Linked DNA regions of Mus musculus: all the other regions are linked to region 1. Evidence: chromatin contacts called from public promoter capture Hi-C data. All regions are on one chromosome and are shown on one strand. Each heading gives the region's core, a stretch centred on a gene start, on an enhancer-like site or on the middle of the called end of the contact. The rest is flanking DNA. Distances are from core to core; before and after follow the strand shown. Region 1 holds the start of Txn2 (thioredoxin 2). Region 2 holds the start of Fam83f (family with sequence similarity 83, member F). Region 3 holds the start of Atf4 (activating transcription factor 4). Region 4 holds the start of Tab1 (TGF-beta activated kinase 1/MAP3K7 binding protein 1). Region 5 holds the start of Zc3h3 (zinc finger CCCH type containing 3). Region 6 holds the start of Pycrl (pyrroline-5-carboxylate reductase-like).

What was found. Promoter capture Hi-C pulls out the DNA fragments that hold promoters and counts their contacts.
Region 2: a contact with region 1 is called in a promoter capture Hi-C map of liver, with 6 times the contacts expected there. The contact joins the promoter of Fam83f here to the promoter of Txn2 in region 1. A contact is called at or near these places in 2 of 39 promoter capture datasets (both in liver).
Region 3: a promoter capture Hi-C map of liver shows a contact between it and region 1, with 6 times the contacts expected there. The contact joins the promoter of Atf4 here to the promoter of Txn2 in region 1. A contact is called at or near these places in 2 of 39 promoter capture datasets (both in liver) and 1 of 9 other capture datasets (liver).
Region 4: a contact with region 1 is called in a promoter capture Hi-C map of liver, with 9 times the contacts expected there. The contact joins the promoter of Tab1 here to the promoter of Txn2 in region 1. A contact is called at or near these places in 3 of 39 promoter capture datasets (liver and pre-B cells).
Region 5: a contact with region 1 is called in a promoter capture Hi-C map of hippocampal neurons, with 3 times the contacts expected there. The contact joins the promoter of Zc3h3 here to the promoter of Txn2 in region 1.
Region 6: a promoter capture Hi-C map of embryonic stem cells shows a contact between it and region 1, with 6 times the contacts expected there. The contact joins the promoter of Pycrl here to the promoter of Txn2 in region 1. A contact is called at or near these places in 1 of 39 promoter capture datasets (embryonic stem cells) and 1 of 115 datasets of contacts at active chromatin or transcription factors (microglia).

Annotation. Positions count from the first base shown.
Region 1 is chr15:77,927,277-77,930,607 of GRCm38.p6, reverse strand. Txn2 (thioredoxin 2) reads left to right here and starts at 1,614. Exons shown (of 4, transcript NM_019913.5): 1 at 1,614-1,701; 2 at 2,654-2,916. The coding sequence starts at 2,654.
Region 2 is chr15:80,670,079-80,673,409 of GRCm38.p6, reverse strand. It overlaps Fam83f (family with sequence similarity 83, member F), which reads right to left and starts at 1,563. Exons shown (of 5, transcript NM_145986.2): 1 at 1,023-1,563. The coding sequence starts at 1,493.
Region 3 is chr15:80,253,477-80,256,807 of GRCm38.p6, reverse strand. Atf4 (activating transcription factor 4) reads right to left here and starts at 1,624. Exons shown (of 3, transcript NM_009716.3): 1 at 1,123-1,624; 2 at 287-601; 3 at 1-174. The coding sequence starts at 509.
Region 4 is chr15:80,131,459-80,134,789 of GRCm38.p6, reverse strand. It overlaps Tab1 (TGF-beta activated kinase 1/MAP3K7 binding protein 1), which reads right to left and starts at 1,644. Exons shown (of 11, transcript NM_025609.3): 1 at 1,602-1,644. The coding sequence starts at 1,634. Gm31253 (a long non-coding RNA gene) reads left to right here. Exons shown (of 3, transcript XR_384256.4): 1 at 1-162.
Region 5 is chr15:75,840,174-75,843,504 of GRCm38.p6, reverse strand. It overlaps Zc3h3 (zinc finger CCCH type containing 3), which reads left to right and starts at 1,597. Exons shown (of 12, transcript NM_172121.1): 1 at 1,597-1,655; 2 at 2,941-3,331. The coding sequence starts at 1,610.
Region 6 is chr15:75,919,886-75,923,216 of GRCm38.p6, reverse strand. It overlaps Pycrl (pyrroline-5-carboxylate reductase-like), which reads left to right and starts at 1,657. Exons shown (of 6, transcript NM_025412.2): 1 at 1,657-1,841. The coding sequence starts at 1,751.

The DNA.
Region 1 (3,331 bases), core at 365-2,864:
AAGAAGACAGAGAGGGGGAGAGAGGGAGGACAAAAGTAAAAGAGAGAGGGCTGGAGAGATGGCTCAGTGGTTAAGAGCACTGACTGCTCTTCCAGAGGTTCAATTCCACCACATGGTGGCTCACAACCATCTGTAATGGGATCCGATGCCCTCTTCTGGTGTGCCTGAAGACAGTGACAGTGTACTTATATACATAAAATAAATACATCTAAAAAAAGAAAAGAAACAGATAACAAAACAATGAACAGAGACTGGTGGCTGTCAGTTGCAAAGACGAGGGCTGACCTCCACTGGAGCAGACAGAAAAGGGACCCAGAGACAGTGCAGAATCTAGTACCTAGTAGCACTTTTCTCAGAGAGCTCTGGGAGAGCCTTCCAGGCACAACTGCAGATGTAGAACACAAAGACGCCTCAGCAAACCACTAATTATTGAGAGAGTGGGTTAAAATAGGGTGGTAGATGGAGTCCATCTGCTGGGACACATCACATAACCCCTCTGACAGAAACCACTTGCTGAGGTGCGCAAAGATTCTCAACTTAGTGTCTATTGAACAGCCTCTCTGTGCTGGGCATTGTACCAGGTTGGCGCTAAGTATATGCAGATGAGACAACCACAAGTCCCTACTCTCAGAAAGAGACGTTGTCCATGTGTTCTGGAGGATTATAAAGCAGGCGCTAGTGAGAAGAAAGCAGTACTATTCAGAGAAGATAAGGTGAGCAGGTGTTCTAAGTACCCAGAGACAAAGTTCAAAGTGAGCAAAGGTATGGAAGGGAAGGTGGACAGCAACGTGTTCCCCGATCGTAAGGGGCTGGAATACTGGTTACAATATGCATAAATGAGGGACTTACACCTCAGTCACTCATGCCAGTGGGAATGGAGAGAAAGCCCTACACTTTACCTTGGATAGTGCTTCCTTGACAGTTCCAAAAAGTAAGACATGACAGTACAAAAGGTAAGGGCTTTAGAAGTACCGCCAGCCCTTAGGGGCAGAGGGACTTGCTCAATCATAAGAAGTTAGGTTGGGCAGAAAAGAATCAAAAACGGCAGAATAACCCCTTAATGCGACATGTGTACACACACACACACCACACACACGACCGGATCTCACGTAGTTCCTAAGTATCGAGGATGACTTTGAACTCCTGAGCCCTCCGGGGTCCTGGGATTAGGTGTGTGCCATCACACCCAGTTTACTTGGTATTGAGAAGCCAGGCTTTGGGTGTGCTAGACAGGAATCCAATTGAGCCATAACCCCAGCCCGGGAATCTCTTCCTTTTAACACTAAGCTTCTGTCGAGAACAGAGCTTCCTCGGCATTAAAGTGAACACAGCCTTCCAGCCCTTTCCAGAGCTCAGATCCAAGGGTGGGCAATGCCAAGAGGCGCAACACAGCAGGAGCTTGTTCCAAAGCCACTCCTTCCTTCCCGCCCTCTCACCCATCTCCTCCCTCACTGGTCCCACACATTTTCCGGTCCCTCCTCCACGATCCCATTCCTTCCGGTCGCGCCCCTTCAGCCCTACATTTTTCCGTCCTCCTCATTGGTGAAAAAAACCGAGCCGCCCCCAAGTTGCAGAGAAACGTCGTCCGCATAGTCTTTCCCGGAAATGACGCTAGACCTGCCCCTGAGGAAGTGACAACAGGAGTGCCCTTGACGGGCAGGCCGGCTGGGCTCTGCATCCCTCTGCTCGCACTGCCGGGAGGTAGGAGCCCTTGCGGGGTGGGCTGAGCCGGGCTGGCGGCGCGCTTCTCTGCAGGAAGGCGATCGGCAGGGGGATGCCCCTAGAGGGAGGAGGTGGCCTTGGCAGCTGCACGTCCTGTGCTCCCAGTCTCCCTGTCCCCCACCCTCCCCAACACGTGTCCATTCTTTGGGCTTCCCTCCGTACACATGCCACCCGCTTCACTTTGGTACCCCATGGCCGGTTCCTACGCCTCTCAGTTCCTCCTTCCGTAGTTGGGAGTCTTCTTCGCTCATTCTTCGACAGCTTCCCTTTCCTTAATTTCCCATAAAAACACTTTTTTAAAAGAATGACTGATAAAAATTTTACAGACGGCCTTGGGTTCCAATTAGCTGTACTTTAAAAACTGGCCTACGTTGGGCATGGCACTTAACCTACCTGTTGCCCTGAGTATGGACGGTATTATAAGGTTTCTTCAGAGTTGATCAGAGAGAGCCAGTGATGTGTGTGTGTGTGGGGGGGGGGGGCATTGGGCTATACACAGTGATGTAAGGCACTTGAGCCTTGTCCCTCCCTCCATTGACCTTTTATAATTCCACCTCAGCCTTGATTTCTTTTTGGCTGTCAACCCAGTTTTTCTGCCCTTCTAACTTAACGTCTATTCAGTGATGCTGACTCCTTACTCACCTCTAGATATTTTTTTTTTGTTGTCGTGGGGAGGTTTTAGAGACCAGGTTTTATTGTCTAGCCCAAACTGACCTTGCCTTATATCACCTGCCTCGCCTCCCAGGAGGAGGATTGACAGGTGGGCCCCACCACACCTGGCCTTTGAAAATCATATATTACAGTATTTCCATGCATCTTGCTTCCAATTCTGTATGTTCCCAACACCTCATTATTCCAGAATTCTTTGTTTTCCTAGTGTGTTGACTTCCTATTGCATGGCCCCAGCTCTTCCTGCCTCTTGCTCCCACAGATGGCTCAGCGGCTCCTCCTGGGGAGGTTCCTGACCTCAGTCATCTCCAGGAAGCCTCCTCAGGGTGTGTGGGCTTCCCTCACCTCTAAGACCCTGCAGACCCCTCAGTACAATGCTGGTGGTCTAACAGTAATGCCCAGCCCAGCCCGGACAGTACACACCACCAGAGTCTGTTTGACGACCTTTAACGTCCAGGATGGACCTGACTTTCAAGACAGAGTTGTCAACAGTGAGACACCAGTTGTTGTGGACTTTCATGCACAGTGAGTACTGGGGACAGTAAGAGATGGAGGGTCTTACTTAAGTATTTATTGAGGGCTCACTATGGCTCTCTACCATGTGTAATGCTTATCTACATACACTCATTATGAAGACTTTTGAGACCCTGTGCCTGTCCTTAAGTATGCAGTATGGTAGGAGACAGATTGATGGTCTTCCTAGCACACTAGGAGACATGCTGCCTCATGCCTACGTCCTGTATCTCAGTGCCCGAAAAGCTCAGAGTCTGCTCCAGTGTGGAACAACATCGTATTTTAACATCGAAACCCACTAAAACTGTGGGAAGGACTGGGCAAAACATTATCAGTGCCACCATAGCCGTCCCCAAGTACGGATGGGGTGGGCAGGAGGTGTATCTTCTCAGTACCGCAGGGGTGTGTTTTAGAGATATATAAATGC
Region 2 (3,331 bases), core at 314-2,813, 2.7 Mb before region 1:
GTAGCAGGAGAGAACAGACTCCCCAAAGATGTCCTTTGACATCCATATGTGCCAGGACACCCCAAACACAATACATGCATGGGATAAAAGTATGTCTATCACCTCTCAGTCTTTAGAAGGTAAAATAATATCTGTCCCATTAAATCTGAATTTAGGTAAATGAAAAGTCACTTTTAGCATCAATGCAGCCGCCGTGCAGCTTATTTGGAATAAAAAGATACAAAAAGACCTATTTGAAGTTTGAATTTAATGCAATAGCCCACATTTTATCTGGAAACTACCCAAGTACCCAAGGGCACAGAGGAAAAGATTAGTCTTTCACCTACCCCACAGCCAGCTGTCCAACTGGTATTCTAACCAGGCTCCTTGGAAACATCTCTCAACACCCAAGCAGAGCAGATGGGCAAAGTAGGAGCCTCTTCCTGAGCTTGGTCCAGTGCTTTGTGGGAGCACCCAACACTGGGCCAAGCCACTGCTAGAGCTTAAAATAGCGTTCCTCATTCATTTGAGCCTGCTTGGGCTCTAGTGCCAAGCCCAGGAGAGGATGATAATGGGAAAGTCGGGTTGTTTGGGGGAGAAAGGCTCCTAAGAAAAGCTCATCTGGCCCAGAGGGGAAGGGAGGCTATTACCAACTTCATGCGATTGTGAAGATCAAATAGGGAAACGGCCGAGGATACGCCTTGTAAATAAATCCCTGGTGATAGTTCATGATCAAGCCCTTTGAGTGGCTAGTTTAGCACAGGGCCTCACAACTGTCACACTGCCCAAGGAAGATGGATGGTGACAGAGGTATACCAACACAAGGCTAGCGCACCTAGACACTGTAGTAAGAAAAACCAGTGCTTTGCCACGAACTTACACATCCATCTTTCAAAAGGTCTCATCACAGCTGCACAAGGTGAGCGCCAGCGGGGGTCCATTTCCCAGAGGATGGTGAGAGTGGCCCGCAAGTGAGACCAGGCAGGGGAGTGTGTGTGTGTGTGGGGGGTCCCTCTGGTGCAGGACTGGGGCCCGAGGCCTACCTTCTGGGCCTGCTGGATCATCTGCCTGACCACCTGCTTCAGGTGCGGTGCCTTCTCTTCTTTGGGCGGGTGGGTGAAGAGCGTGACTCGGCTCACACCGCGGTAGAAGTTGGTGTCTGTCCACCCCAGGTCCAGTGGGGGCACTTCGGTGTCCGAGCGGTCTGGCCAGTAGGCCAGGGACTCAGTGGGCTGGGCCGGGACCTTGGCCTTGGCCTTAGCCTTGGCACGGGTGCTGGAGACTGCCTCCTCGTAGGGGCTCCAGGCGGCGCAGAGGGCCTGGCGCTCCTGGCTGGAGAGGAAGTCCCGCAGCCGCTCCTTCTTGACCAGTTCGCGGTAGGCCTGCTCGCCTCCACCCAGCAGCGCCTCCAGCGCGGCCCGCCGCCTCTCGCAGTAGTAGAAAGCTGCATGTGCCTCGGTCACCCTCTCGTTCACGTGCGCCTCGTCCAGGCAGCTCAGTTGGGACTCGGCCATGGCGCCCCAGCCCTGTCCCGGGGCCCCAGGCTCGGACCCTGCTGTCCCCACCGCCGCACCTGGAGCGCTCGAGGGGCGGGGCGCCTCACCTGGCCGCGAGGTCCGCCTCGGCCCGCCCAGCGATCGCCAGTCGGCCAATCGGCGCGGGCCCCGGTGCGGGCGCGGCCGTCGGGCGGAGAGGGACCGCCGCCTCTGCAGGGCTTGCGGGGACCTCACGGGCGGCTCAGCCGACGCCCTGCGTCTCTGGCCTACTTAGCCCGGCTGGGGTGCAGAGTGTCGGCGTGGAAGTGAAAGCCCGGCTGTGGTCAGAGGCACGTGCGGCCTTTGAGTCACGCCCGCCTCCCAGCTGCGACCCATCAGTGCAGGGAAGGTCGGCGACCTGACCCCTTTACGCCTCCAGCACCCTCGGGACTCAGCCCCGCGGGTACAGCCTCATCTTCCCGCAGGCAGGGCCCAGAGCACGTGTTCTAGTCCGGACGCCTGCGGAATTTAGTAGCATCCTGACCCACTCCGGCCTTCAGGGTCCAAGTGTGTGTGCTGTTGGGCTAGATCGTCGGACTGTGTAGGGGGCAGTCTGTGTGGGAAAGCAAAGATGCTAATGAAATCCCTAGTTCTCCCGCCCACGCGTCCCAGTTCTGAGATCAGAGGCCTCCAGGGGCTGTCAATTCAACACCAACACCGTCACTACAAAATTTTTTTCTCCTAAAAGAATCACCCAAATAGCAAAGATGTAAGCAGGAGGCAGTGGATTTGCCCCTCATTTTAATTTGAAGTGGTGTGTGCGTGTGTTTGGGCCTGATAGGCTGCCAGAGGCCTGATTACTATATTAGCGATTCAAAATACATGTTTGAGCCCAAGGAAGGAAGCTGAGCACAGACACGCGCGTGCACACCACCACCATCACCACCAGAGGATCTGCTGTTTCCCATTGGATTAAATACAATCTTCTTAGTCATTAACATATTATTTTGTTCGTGTGCTGCTGTACAATTTTGATTCTCCACATTCAAAATATTTTCAGATCATAGCAACCAAAGGTTCACATTTCTCTCATTTTGTAGCACAGCGACTTGGAGCTGGAAGGAGCTTTAGAAATGAGTCCAACCCCCTCATTTCACAAACGAGGAAATTGAGGCCTAGAAATAAATGCTTTTCTATATCTCCCGAGAAAGGAGCGGCTAAGCAAAGGAACTGCTATGCTCTCTGCGGTGAGGGAGGTCCTTTCCCAACATGTGGCCTCCTTTGCTTGTTCTTATAAAGAAACAGAGGTTATTGGGGTTATTAGGGGTGTGTATGAAGGAGTCAATAGGCATCTCTCTCTCTCTCTCTCTCCCTCTCTCTCTCTCCTTCCTTCTATCTCTCTCTCACTCCTTCCTTCTCTCTCTCTCTCTCACTCCTTCTCTCTCACTCCTTCCTTCTCTCTCTCTCTCTCTCTCTCTCTCTCACTCCTTCCTTCTCTCTCTCTCTCTCTCTCTCTCCCCCTCCCTCCCTCCCTCCTCTGTGCTTGGGATAAAACTCAGGGCTTTGGAAAATTAGGAAAGGGCTCTTTCATTGATCTATACCCCACAGCCCCGTTGATGGTCTGGAGAAATGAGTGTTTAGATTGTCTGCAGGGATTGGAGACATGGTTAAGAGCACTGGATGCTTCCCAAAGGACGTGGGCCTATATGGTGGCACACAACCATCAATAGCTCAAGTCCCAGAGCATCTCTGACACTCTCTTCTGTTCTCTTCAGGCACTTGCTATGCATATGGTACATAGACATAACTGCAAACAAAACATCCATACACATAACAATTTTTTTAAAAAATTAATAAAAAAGTAAACTGCAGGGTTT
Region 3 (3,331 bases), core at 375-2,874, 2.3 Mb before region 1:
GCTCCTTATTAGTCTCTTGGACTAGAGGGGCAAAAAGATCACATGTGTCATCCAACGTGGTCAAGAGCTCATCTGGCATGGTTTCCAGGTCATCCATTCGAAACAGAGCATCGAAGTCAAACTCTTTCAGATCCATTTTCTCCAACATCCAATCTGTCCCGGAAAAGGCATCCTCTGGGAAAAGAAATTCAGGTGTGAACGGTTCATGTCATATTCGGGAGGCAGAAAGCCATTAGAACACCAGATCCATATGAAAAGGGCACACCAGGACAGCCGTCCTACTCACCCTTGCCGGTGTCTGAGGCACTGGCCAAGCCATCATCCATAGCCGGCCATTCCGAGGAGCCCGCCTTGTCGCTGGAGAACCCATGAGGTTTCAAGTGCTTGGCCACCTCCAGATAGTCATCTAAGAGACCTAGGCTTTCTTCAGCCCCCAAACCCGACTGGTCGAAGGGGGACATCAAGTCCCCCGCCAACACTTCGCTGTTCAGGAAGCTCATCTCGGTCATGTTGTGGGGCTTTGCTGGATTCGAGGAATGTGCTTAACTCGAAGGTATCTTTGTCCGTTACAGCAACACTGCTGCTGGATTTCGTGAAGAGCCTGGATGGGGACCCAAAAGCAAGTCCAGTCATCTTTCTATCTAAGATGCCGGATGGCCAAATCCCAGAAGCGTCTACAGGGAGAGCACGCGGGCCCAAGGCCATTGTGTAAGCCTCCCCGGCCGCCAGCTCGGGTTGCACAAGATGGAGGCTTAGCTTTGCTTCACCGGCCACCCAGAGGAAGCAGCTTGTCCTCGCGTCCTAATACGGCCAAGGCCGCCGCGCCCCGCCCCCGTGACTCACACCCCCGCCCCACCGCCATCTTGGGCATCGCCACGTTCGCAGGATGACACGGGGACCCCGGTGAGCCCGAGATGATTAAGCTAAGACAGGACGAAGGGGCAGCAGTAGCGCTTTAGACACTCCTCCGCCCAGCTCTGCCCGGGAGCGCCGGCGTCGCAGGCAACGCAAACAAGGCCGACGCGTCCGGCCGCTTGTAAAACCGCGTGTGCCGGCCACCGCGCCCGGGCCGCACCCAACCACAGCGAGGCCCCCGCCCTCCGCGGCCGGCCCCATACTCACGCCATGGCTTAGGCCGGTGGGGGTTGCCGCTGCAGAGCCTGGTGCTGCTGCCGCCGCTGCAAAGGCCAACGCTGCCGCAGGCACTGCTGCCTCTAATACGCCATGGTGGCCGCAAGCCCTGCGGGAGGGGAAGAGGAAAGGGACACCCGAGCACACAACTTAAACCGGCAGACAGCAAGCAGAAATGGCGGCGGCACGCCCTAAACCCGCCCTTTATAGCCTCGGCCAGGGACGCAGCACACCGCGTATCCTCCCACTGTGGTCACGTGATCCTACCGCAGCGCCACCAAACCGCCTCTCACTGACGCCCTCGCCCGCCCCAACCCTTCTCCGCTGTGCTCGGGGGGTAACTGTGGCGTTAGAGATCGTCCTAAAGGCCCCATGAGAGAAAAGTGCACTACTTTATAGGTTGACGACCAGCCGCGGTCTGGTTCCGGAGCGCGGAGGGATCGCTCGTTGACGAATTTCCGGTGTCTTACAAGGCGGGGTGGGACACCTAGCCAAAGCTCTGACGGTCAAAGCCGAAGCTGCCAGGTTATCACGCGAGACGCCGTCGGAGCGCGCGTCGAGCTGATTGGCCCAGGCGTGGCGAGTCACCTAAACCTCAAGTTCCTATTGGCTCTGCACCTGGGCGCTCTAGGATCAGGGGTCTGCGTGGAAAGGGAGGAGCCACCAGAGGTTCCGGGCGCCAGACTGTCACACCTGCCATCTCTTGTCAGATGTGATCCATGTGTATTTGCTCTCTCCGGCATCGCTCCGCACCGAGCAAACAGCTTCCAGGCGTGACCTTTGGGCTGGAAGCCATCTTTTCATGTATTTGTTGTTTCCAGAACCGAGTGGGCAGGCTTCAGGCATGTGGAGAGACCCTTCTGAGTTAGCTGGTCCAAACCTTCAGCTTCCTGTCAGTCCTGGGACAGGGACGGCACTTGGAGGCAGGGCGTTCGTGTTGGGGTCTTCTTGGGAGATATTCCGGTTCCTCCAGTTCAGCGATTTCCCCTGAACCGGGGAAACATGCCTAACCTCAGGTCTAACCTCCTATGCCCATCCTCCCATCATAGAGGCCCTCACTGCCGGTTTGTATAGGGTCAGTTCCCTTAAGATCAGGTTTATTCAGTTGGCTCTCAAGCCTTAACTTCCAGGTATCACCTTCCCAAGAAGTCATCCTGATGAGTGAGCCTGCCGCCTAAGTGATCGGGAGCCCCAGGTACTGGTCAAGGCCTCACCATAAAGGATGCTGTTTTGAGAGTGCTGAGAGGCTCTTTCCAACTCCAGCCTGGAAATCTTAAAAAGAGTTTCCACTTCTGTTTAAGTGACTCACACAAATACCACTCAACTGGCACAGTGCCTGCCACTTACTGCTCAGTGATTATTTGCAAGCCTTGTACAACCCAACCCTAGCGCTCGGGTACCATAGTTCAAGGTCGTCCTTGATTATATGATTGATTGCTATTTATTAATTCGAACCTAACTCTCCAGTCCCTATATCCCTAACTCCATCCTCCTTCCTCAGAGGAGCCTTTATTATTGTTTACTGAGACGGAACCAACCATAAAACACGAGGCCTACATAATGAGATGTTTTTATACCCAAAGAAGTCACAAGTGCATGTGCACACATACAGAAGTTACCTAGTCTTTCCATGCAAAAGCAACAAAAGGGTAACTATGTCCTCTCTTTGCTCTGGAAACCAAAACAGCAGCCACACTGCTACATTAAGTGGACATCCCTTACAAGTTTCTGTCCCCTAAGCATAATGTACCCTGCAAACCATGGTTTTTAACCTATGCTGAGTTCCTAACTCTATGATGTATGCCCACCCCTTGCTTTGCTAAACTCCTGAACCTGTGATACATGACTGCCTTTTGCTATACAAAAACGTGCCTCCCCAGAAACCTTCCACGTGGTGTAAGCTTGCACTTCTTTTTCTGGCCTCCTTTCTAACAGCCAATTATCCTAGCAGCTGTTTTCTATCACATGTATCTACCCTGCAGGCAGCCTGGAGTCCCCCCACTCTTCTGTTAGGGTGCTAACAACCAATTATCCCAACAGCTGTTTTCTATCAACCCTAATGCTTTCCCATAAGAGTCTCCAAACAGCCAGTGAGGGGCTGTTTGGCTGGCCAAAGCTTGCTTAACCAGTCATGGAAATTTTTTCTCAGCTCTAACAAGGCTCCTGACCATACAGGTTGGCCATACAGAAGTTTAAAATT
Region 4 (3,331 bases), core at 395-2,894, 2.2 Mb before region 1:
CCCCTGCTGCCCTTTCATCTTCCCAAGAGGCCCAGACTAGCAGCTTTCAAGGTCATTTGCAGAACACAGATATTGGAGCTGCTCTCACCAGACACAGGACGAAGGACAGGTCAGCAAGCCCTGCACCCTGCCCGGCTGGGACACCGGGATTCCTCTCAGTAGGTATGTCCTTTCATCCTGAGGATGGAAGGGGCCTTACACAGTTATCTTTTCCTGTTCCTTCCCTAGCATCAAGACACTACGGGTTAAAGCCGGCCCTCCCTCCCCCTTTTTAAAGTCCGCCAGCATACACAGAGAACACATTCTCTGTGTGCTGGGAAAAGCCTACACTCTGCCCTAACTGGTGTTCTTTGGGTCCCATCACAAGGAAGAGACAGAAGATACTTGACCCAGTCGACCTTTCTCTTGTTAGCAAGCCAACTCAGTCGGCATCAGTCACTATTTTTTTCCCAGCCCCTCTTTCTCTCAAGGTCACAATCATATCAGTGTTCCCCAGACGCTTTCTACAATGGGGACATTTATACAAGGGCCTTGCCCTCTGGGACCTTACAAAACAGAGAGCCAGACCTCTTTACTCCCAGGGTTTTACAAAAGGCCCGAGCAGGCACACAATAGTGAAGGGAAAGCCATCTCTCTCTTCCCCCACGTCTCCCTCTGGCTTCAGATCCTCTAGGCCAGGCAAGCTACTTCCCCCCACCCTTGAAAAGCCAAGACCTAGTTCCTGACCAATTTCCTCATTCTGTGACAGACACTGACCAAGCACCTAGCATGCAAGGGTGGTAGGGTGGTGAAGTCAACATGCTAAGAGGCGCTGGTCTTCAAGGAAGCAGACATCCAGAGGCAACTCCTACAGAGTGCCACGGTAAGGAAGGCCAAGGGATCCCCGCCCTGTCCTGGCAGATCCAAACAGTACTCTGAGCTAACATACATACATGTGTAACTGCACATATGTGAGAAAGATGCAGGGACGGGTAGACTACATCAAACCGTGGAGGTCCAGATGACCAGGTCGGGGTGCCTGGAGCCAACCTTCAACGGGACCCGGTGAACTGGGAGGCAGAAGTAAAACCCTACGCCCTCACTTGAGGAGCCTAAACCTTAGGGGTGTTTCTGGAACCAGACTATTTTAATCCTGCCTCTGCCTCTGCCGCTCACCAGCTGCCTGACCTCGGTTTCCTCGTCTGTAAAAACTTTTAGTCGCTAACTATTCTCCGGTGCTGCTGGCGAAGCTTATAAACGCGAGGCGGTCCACACAATGCCAGAGATACAGCACGCCTTACACAAGCGGGGGGCTATTTATTATTAGTCGTGTCCACGCTCCGGATGGCCCGCTCGGCGGCGCCACGTCCCCTTCCGGCTCGAGGACGCTCCCACTCCGCAGGACCCCGGCGCCCTTGACCCCCTAGAGGCCCCAGCCTGCGACGCGCACGCGCAGAACAGGCGCGGCGCCAGCCGGCTGTGGGTCTCGCGCGCTGCAAGCCCCCAAAGGCCTCTGGGGCGAGAGGGCCATGCTCTGCCATCTAAAGACAACAGTTCCTGCACCCGAGGACACACCCGAGCTCCCAACCCTCCCAGCCCGGAGAGCGGGTCGGTTTCCTCACACTCTGGAGCAGGCTCCTCCTCTGCGCCGCCATCTTGGAGGACCCCGCGGCGCGCCAGGCTCTCGGAGTGGCGGGATGAGGGGCTAGAGCGGCTCGGGCTGCCGCGGAGCTTATCCACAGCGCCCCCGGCGGAGCGGAGGAGGCGCAGCAGAGGCGCCTTGAGCAAGCGCGGCTCTTGCCCCCACCCCACCCCCAACCCCATCAGCCTACTTTCTTCGACTTTCTTGTTTCCTGGGGTCTTTATGGGTGTGCTTTCTCCCGGATTTTTTTTTCACCCCGATGGAGATCCTGAGATCCTATTTAAAGCGGCTTAGCGAGGAGGGAGCAAGAGAGAACGAATGATTCAGTTTACAAGAGTAGTGGGTGACTGACTGCCTGATCTTATAATGGAGGCCACCCCAATGCCAAACTAGCTGAAGTTAGATTTGGAGAAGACTGCAATTCCGAGTAGTTGTAAATTCTCAGAAGTTAAATTTATGGACGGTAACATGGGAGTGTAGTGTTAGCTGGCAATGTAATTGCAGGCCACTTGGCGTGACTGGCCAGTGCCCAAAGGAAGAGTCTGTTTGTTCTAGAAGCACGGTGCGGAAGCTCGATTTGGAGAGTCACAACTGTAATCCCAGAGTTTAGGAGACTGAGGCAGGGGGATTATAAATTTGAGTCCTGTAATCCCATCCCTTAAGAAGAGACAGGAGGAGCCGAGCGTGGTGACACACGCCTTTAATCCCAGCACTTGGGAGGCAGAGGCAGGCGGATTTCTGGTCTACAGAGTGAGTTCCAGGACAGCCAGGGCTATACAGAGAAACCCTGTCTTGAAAAAAAAAAACAAAAACAACAACAAGAAGAGACAGGAGGACCAGAAGTTTGATACCAGCATGGACTACTATATGACACCCTGTTTCATTAAATGAATAAATAATCCAGTATCAATTTTTTTAAAAGATTTGTGTATTTATGTATGAGTACACTATAACTGTCTTCACACACCAGATCCCATAGGTCCCATTAGAAACGGTTGTGAGGCACCATGTGGCTGTTGGGATTTGAACTCGGGACTTCTGGAAGAGCAGTCAGTGCTCTTAGCCGATGAGCCATCTCTCCAGCCCCCCAGTATCAAGCATTTTATTAAAGCAACAGGAAATGGCCTAAGACAGTGCTGATGGGCCAGTGTGGTGGCACATGCCTTTAATCCCAGCACTTAGGAGTCAGAGGCAGGCGAATTTCTGAGTTCGGGGCTAGCCTGGTCTACAGAGTGAATTCCAGGACAGCCAGGGCAACACAGAGAAACCCTGTCTCGAGAAAACAACAACAATAAAAAGACAGTGCTGATGGGAAGAAGTGTGTCAAAGATCCCTGCAGATTTTTTTTTGCAGGCTCAGGTAGGTTTATGGAGCAAGAGAAAGGTGTGAGTTCCACGTTAGCATGCTGAGTTTGGTGTGGTTCTGAGATGAGACGTTGTCAAGTCAGTAGGGGGGCTAGAGCTCAGAACACAAGCTGAGCATGCAAAGACATCACAGATGGAGCAGCTGAAGGGGCGGGATGGGGGGAGTGGACAGGGTCCAAGGGAGACGGTGCAAGGACACGAGCAACAGCGGGAGGCCTTTTGGAAAGATTTGATTGGCACATAACTGGATTCTATTTAGAGGCTCTGAGCTGAGGCTCTTCAGGTGGAAGACATATCCCTCATGGGGTGTGTGAGCAGAAGACAGGTTGGGAGGAGACACAGACAC
Region 5 (3,331 bases), core at 348-2,847, 2.1 Mb after region 1:
ATAATCACCACTAATTTCTTAGCTCCAGCTAAACAGCATCAATTGCCCCAGTAGTCCCTTCTATTCTTGACTCTAAAGCCAGAGCCACATGCCCGAAGCTGCTGAGTTCTGCTGCTTGCTGGAGCTGGGACATGGGCACCTTGTCTTATGACATTATCACCAACCTTTTGTTTTTCAACTCCTTCAGTGCCTAACTTGGCTGTCCTGGAACTTTCTCTGTAGATTATGCTGGCCTTGAACTCAGAGATCCTCCTGCCTTTGCCTCCAGAGCACCTGCCTGTCTCTAGAATGCTAGGATTAAATGTGTGTCCCATCACTGCCCGGCCTGCCCGGCTATCTACCCTCACTTCTTCTTTTTTTTTTTTTAAAGATTTATTTATTTATTATATGTAAGTAAGTACACTGTAGCTGTCTTCAGACACTACAGAAGAGGGAGTCAGATCTTGTTACAGATGGTTGTGAGCCACCATGTGGTTGCTGGGATTTGAACTCCGGACCTTCGGAAGAGCAGTCGGGTGCTCTTACCCACTGAGCCATCTCACCAGCCCCTACCCTCACTTCTTAATGCTTGTCTTACAGGTATTCACTATCAAACCCAGCTTCTAGAACTTCTTTTTCAGGCGTAACAGTAGACTATGCAGATGTAGCTCACTGGTAGAGGCTTGGCCGGACTTGAGGCCTTAGGGCTCCAAAGATACTGCACATTCCTACATAGTGGCACACTCTTAATTGCAGCACTTGGGTGGCAGAGGCAGGCAGATTTCTGAGAGTTCCAGGCCAGCCTGGTCTACATAGGGAATTCCAGGACAGACAGAGGTACATAGCGAGATTCTGTCTCTAACAAAACAAATCACTGGATAATATCCCATTTCCATGTAAACAGTCATTCGGGTTAGCTATTATAAATAATGACATACAAATATGTTAGAATCGGTGTTTTCTACGCGTTGGTTATACACCTAGACGTGGGACTGTCTGATCACGTGGTAACTACCGTGAGTTTTTTTTTTTTTTCAGTATTTTCTAGAGGTTGCAGCCTTTCCTACTAAATGCCCTCAAGAATTTTCTTAACACCTGTAATCATCCGAAAAAAAAAATTGCCTCCGATTCCTTTTCGCTGTTCTCGTGCTGCTGCGGCAGCAAAGGCGTTAAAATGGCATCCCTTTGATTCCAGGTCCGGAGGCAGAGGAAAGAGAACTTCCGTAAGTTCGAGGCCAGCCTAGTCTACATAGCGAGTTCCCCAGTTATGTTTCTCTCCAGCCAGAAATACATCCTGTCTCAAACAAATAAATTGATAAAAGGAATTCCTGGGTCTAGGGGAAACTGTTAGCAACCTATCTCCTCCAAGTCTTCCGAGGAACCCCCAGCGGTGGAAATGATGCGCAGGAATTGGTGCAGAAGCCAGATTGCGGGCCACTTCCGGGCGCTTCAAGATGACGGATTTTTCTCGTTCTGCGCATGCGTCCTTCCAGGGTTGCCGGGGCGACGGTGCCTTCCAACCCCGTGTCCACGCATAGTGAAGTTCGGCGTTCTCTCCTCCCCGCCTGCGGGGACCAGTCGCGCGGCGATGACGTCGAGGGGGTCTGGCTAGGCGTCGCGGACTCCGGAGATGGAGGAAAAGGAGCAGCTGCGGCGGCAGATACGCCTCCTGCAGGGTGAGCTGGCTGCGGTCGGGCCGTGTGTTCCCTTGTTTCTTGTGATCGCCGTAGACCCTCTCCGAAGCGAGTGCTGTCGGTTGCGGTCTCCCGATGGTCGTCATGGGTGGGCATCGGAGCGGCCGAGTCGGGTTCGGCCCTCGCGTGACAGACCCGCCAGGCTTCGGGGCGAGGGAGCGGGCCGGGCCTCCAAGGGGCTGTCAGGAGATGATAGCACGGTGGTCTTACCAGCGAGTGGTCGCGGCAGCCGACTTCCAGGTTCGGCTGGCTCGGAAGCGTTTCTCTTCCGCTGCCGTTGAGTGCCTTTGGCTCGATTCAGGCACAGCCCCCACGTACTCAGGGCTGACTACCCAGGCACCAGCTTCAGCTTCAAATGTTTAGACTCAAGTTGGTCTTTATAAGCGTTCATATCGTTTTCAAAGTTTCCCCCACAAAAGCATGTCCTAAGGAGAGTCCAAGTGGCCTTCCTATTTGAGACTACTTCGTGCGTTTCCCTAACACCCGACCGGAGGTGTCTGGCAGGATTCGAGGGTCGAGGCAGGCCCTGTGTGTGTGTGTGTTTGGTTATTGGGGATCCAGCGAGCCTGCTGGCGTTCCTTCACTCTTCTTCCAGGGCTCCATGAGTCACTTCATTGGAAAATCCTTGTGGTGGTGGTATCAGGTGTTTTTCTGTAGGAGATGATGTTAGTTAGCTGTTGGGTCATCATTGTGTTTTTGTTTTTTTGTTTTTTATTTCTGTCTGTCACGTACTGGGTTAGAGAAGCGTCAGTTCTGAGAAGACAGTTATGCACTATGGTGCAGTCCTGCAATTTTCCCCGTGAGTGGGTAAACTACAGGGCCTCAGTGGAAGACTTGTCCAGTTCTTACCCAGGCACCACAGGTTTCTGGTCCCTGACTGTTTTTTTTTGTTTTTTTGTTTTTTTTTTTGGTTTTTTTTGTTTTTTGTTTTTTGTTTTTTTTGTTTTTTTTTTTTTGGTATAGGGAGTGACACTTGCTCTCAGAACATTGTAGATCTCATAGGCCAGGGGGTAGAAGCAGTCATACCACAAAAGCTGCCATCTTCAGGATAAGCAAGCCAAATACTAATAGTGATGGAGAAGTGCTCACAGAATTGACAAGCCTAGAGATTTGGACTGAACTTTACATGGTTTCCAGTCACTTAGGACTGCTCTCAAGTCAGCAAGGCGAGCAGGTCTGGAGTATTAGGGTAGGGGTAGTAGTCTTGATTGGTGCTGTTTTTATTCACATCTCCTAGGTAACTGAGCGTGTGATTCTGCCTTCTCAGGTCTAATTGATGACTATAAAACACTCCACGGCAATGGCCCTGCCCTGGGCAACTCATCAGCTACTCGGTGGCAGCCACCCATGTTCCCGGGTGGCAGGACCTTTGGCGCCCGCTACTCCCGTCCAAGTCGGAGGGGCTTCTCCTCACACCATGGCCCTTCGTGGCGCAAGAAATACTCCCTTGTGAATCAGCCTGTGGAATCTTCTGACCCAGCCAGCGATCCTGCTTTTCAGACATCCCTCAGGTCTGAGGATAGCCAGCATCCTGAACCCCAGCAGTATGTACTGGAGAGACAGGTCCAGCTCAGTCCAGATCAGAATATGGTTATTAAGATCAAGCCACCATCAAAGTCAGGTGCCATCAATGCTTCAGGGGTCCAGCGGGGGTCCTT
Region 6 (3,331 bases), core at 408-2,907, 2.0 Mb after region 1:
CTGCCAGGTCTTTCATCCTCTTAGAGCAGTGTCAGCTGTCCCCTCCTATGTTGTACCGCCCAGCCTACCTCAGGCCCATGCCTTCCCAGCACCCATCTCCACCTTTAAACCTCACCCTCTGATGAGCATCCACCAAGCAGGCCAGGACATTAAGGAAGGAATTAAGGATGTAGCTCCCAGCCCCCAGGAAGAGCTGATCTGAGTCTATCAGAACTTGCCAGACACTCAGTTGTCCAGTGACCACCAGTCAGTGTTAAACGTGTCATTATGTCAAGAAATGCACCCTGTCCTAAGAATCAGAGTGCCTTGATCACTCTGGCCAGACAGCTGCATACACTTTCCGACAGACTTGAGGCCAAGTCTCAGCCTTGAACATTTCTGGGTGCCGCCCAGAATACACAAGTTCTTTACACTCATGTCCCTCACCCCATAGAATGGATTTTTGTCTCCATATTGAGGATTCTGCAGGTTCCCTGTTGCTACCTGAGACAGTTAATGTCTAAGAAGGAAAAGCCTTATTTAGCTGTAGTTTTTAGCTCCTGGTTTTACAGGTGTCCATCTAATGTCAGGCAGACTTAGTGCTTGTAGGCTTCAGGTGGGGTCTGGGGAAAGATTAGGAAATTATAACTCTTCACCTCGCACAGTGAGAGAGAGGGAAGGACTGGCCATCACATCCCAATTGTGGCAAGCAGGAGATGACCATCTTTACTGTGGGACCTCACAGTCCAAAGACAGCATGCACTGCCCTTCTAAGTGCTGTGTTCTAGTTTGCCTAATTATGCACATTCAAAACAAGACAGCAACAAACCACCTGTATGCTGGTGGTTGTTTGAATTGGTAATTTGGATGAGACGAAGGCTGGGATCCTGATCATTTTATTTATTTATTTATTTAGTTAGTTAGTTAGTTAGTTAGTTAGACAGGGATTCTCTCTGTGGCCTTGACTGTTCTGGAATTTGCTTTGTAGACCAGGCTGGCCTCAAACTTGAGCTCCACCTGCCTGGGACTGAGACCAAAGGTGTGTGCCACCACAGCCAGGCTTCTGATTGCTCATGAAAACCTGCCTTTTTTTCTGTTTTGGGCTTCTTGATTTGCTTGCTTTTTCTTTCCTCTGCTCTCACTTTAGCTAAATGACTATACATATAGCCAGCTAAGTGACTAAATGTCACTATATGTGGAATTCAATACAGATAACTATTTTGGTGAGACACTAAAGCACTCAAAAGTTTTTTTTAAATTAAAAAATAAGTGCTGTGTATTAGTGACTGATGGTTAGTGCTGCTTTTAATGTAGAGAACCAGAACCCACTCCGAGGACTGAACCCAAGGCACCCAAGCTAGGCAAGAGCTTGGAGTACCTACCTTACACCCCAGGCCCATCCTGGAGTGGTTCAAGCGTTTTTTGGTTTTTGTTTTTTTTGTTTTTCTCCCCCTCTAAATCTCTCTGTAAGGGTTTTGGAGAGACTCTAGCTAGCTTCAGGCTTCTCAGGAGGAATTAGACAGCCTGCTTAGGACTAGCTCCCCTTCCTTTCTCTTCTTTCCCCTCAGCAAAATCACTGACCAATGGTTTACCAAAGCTTGGGGGAAATCCCGCCTCAAGCGTCAAAATCCAAGTGTCTGCGCCCGCCCCGCCCCGCCCCGCCCCGCCCCTCTGTCCTCCCAAACCCGCCCAGTCGCTTCTGTCGGTCAAAGCAGTTCTAGTGGGCGGGACCCGCTGCCGCAAGGACGAGAGAAGGCCAGCTCAGAGCAGGATGGCGGCGACAATGTCTGAACCTCGGCGTGTGGGCTTCGTGGGTGCAGGCCGCATGGCGGAGGCCATTGCCCGAGGCCTCATCCAAGCAGGTGGGAGGCGAGGCCTGGCTGGGGGAGCTTTCGTTCTAATGGGAGGAGTTCGTAAGCCTTGGCGGGAGGGGCGCACGTGGTACACCAAGGGCCAGTAGGGTGAATTCGCTGGTTTCCTGGGTGAGAATCATACATCAGGACTCTATTAAGGCCTCCAGGATCGCTGGATGAGTCCGCAGTCCCTTCCCAGGCCGGTGAGTGGGCATGTTAGGCGAGGTGTGGGGGAAAAAAACCAAAAAAAACCAGTTCATTTATTTAACATTGATTGTATTGGTGAATATTCCTTTAAATGTATTGCATTAAAGAATATTACGATTGACTTCACGTGTGACTTCTTTGTAGTGGAGTTTGCTTGTTTCTTTTCTTTTCTCTTCTTCTCTTCTCTTCTCTTCTCTTCTTTTCTTTTCTTTTCTTTTCTTTTCTTTTCTTTTCTTTTCTTTTCTTTTCTTTTCTTTTCTTTTCTTTTCGAGACAGGGTTCATTTGGCCTGGAACTCCCAGGTAGACCAGGCTGATCCTGAACTCAGGGATCCACCTTTTTCTGCCTCCCAGAGTGTTGGAATTAAAAGTGTGAGCCACTCGCTGACTCGCTTTTAACTTTTTATCTCCTTAATGTGGCTGCGAGTTTCTAGTTCCATATGTGGCTCAAATCGTGCCTTAGATTGAACCGACTTAATGCCAAGTTAAATGTCTGACGTCCTGGCCTCTTCCTCCTCAGCCTCTGGCTTAACCAAAGGCTACCCATTCCTCAGCCCCCACTCTCAGAGGTGGGCAGCTGTGAGGACACTCGGGAGGAAGAGGATTGGCCCTGTGCTCTGAAGAGTGCCTGCTATCGCTGGTTTGTCATTTCTTTATGGCAACAATACCTTGAATTTGAAGACTGACGTTTCTCCACCAGTTCCAAATGTCTGCTACCTGGAGCTTGAGGGGTATGGTGGGGAGAGAGGCAAACTCTTCCGGGCTGAGGACTGCTGGTGTATATAACTGATGTTTTACTGGCCCAGCACGGCTGTACAGTATTTAGAAAACTTTATGAACAGATTGCGGGTAGAGGAAGTTGGTGACCTTTGGCTCTCTGCTTTCAGTTGTATTTCAAAGTCCAGAGGCCCATGATCATGGGAGGAGGGCTTCCTACAAGCCTTAGCAGTTTACACGTCGAACCTGGCAGTTCACCTGCCTCTTGCTGCTACACACACTGTCACTGACATCATTAGCTCCCTGGGGAAGGTTTTAGCATGCACTTCTGTCTGGCCCAGGCTTTCTACCCCTATATCCTCCAAAACCAGGTGGTGTCCACCAGAGGGGCCACTTCGTTTCCCCAGGACACACCAGCTCACTTGCCTGTTAGGTCTTTATCAGACTGGCTTTGTTTGTTTTTGTTTTAAGACAAGGTTTCTCTATGCAACCCCCTGGCTGTCCTAGAACTCACTCTGTAGACCAGGCTGGCCTGGAACTCAGATTCACCTGTCTCTTCCTAGATGCTGGGATTAAA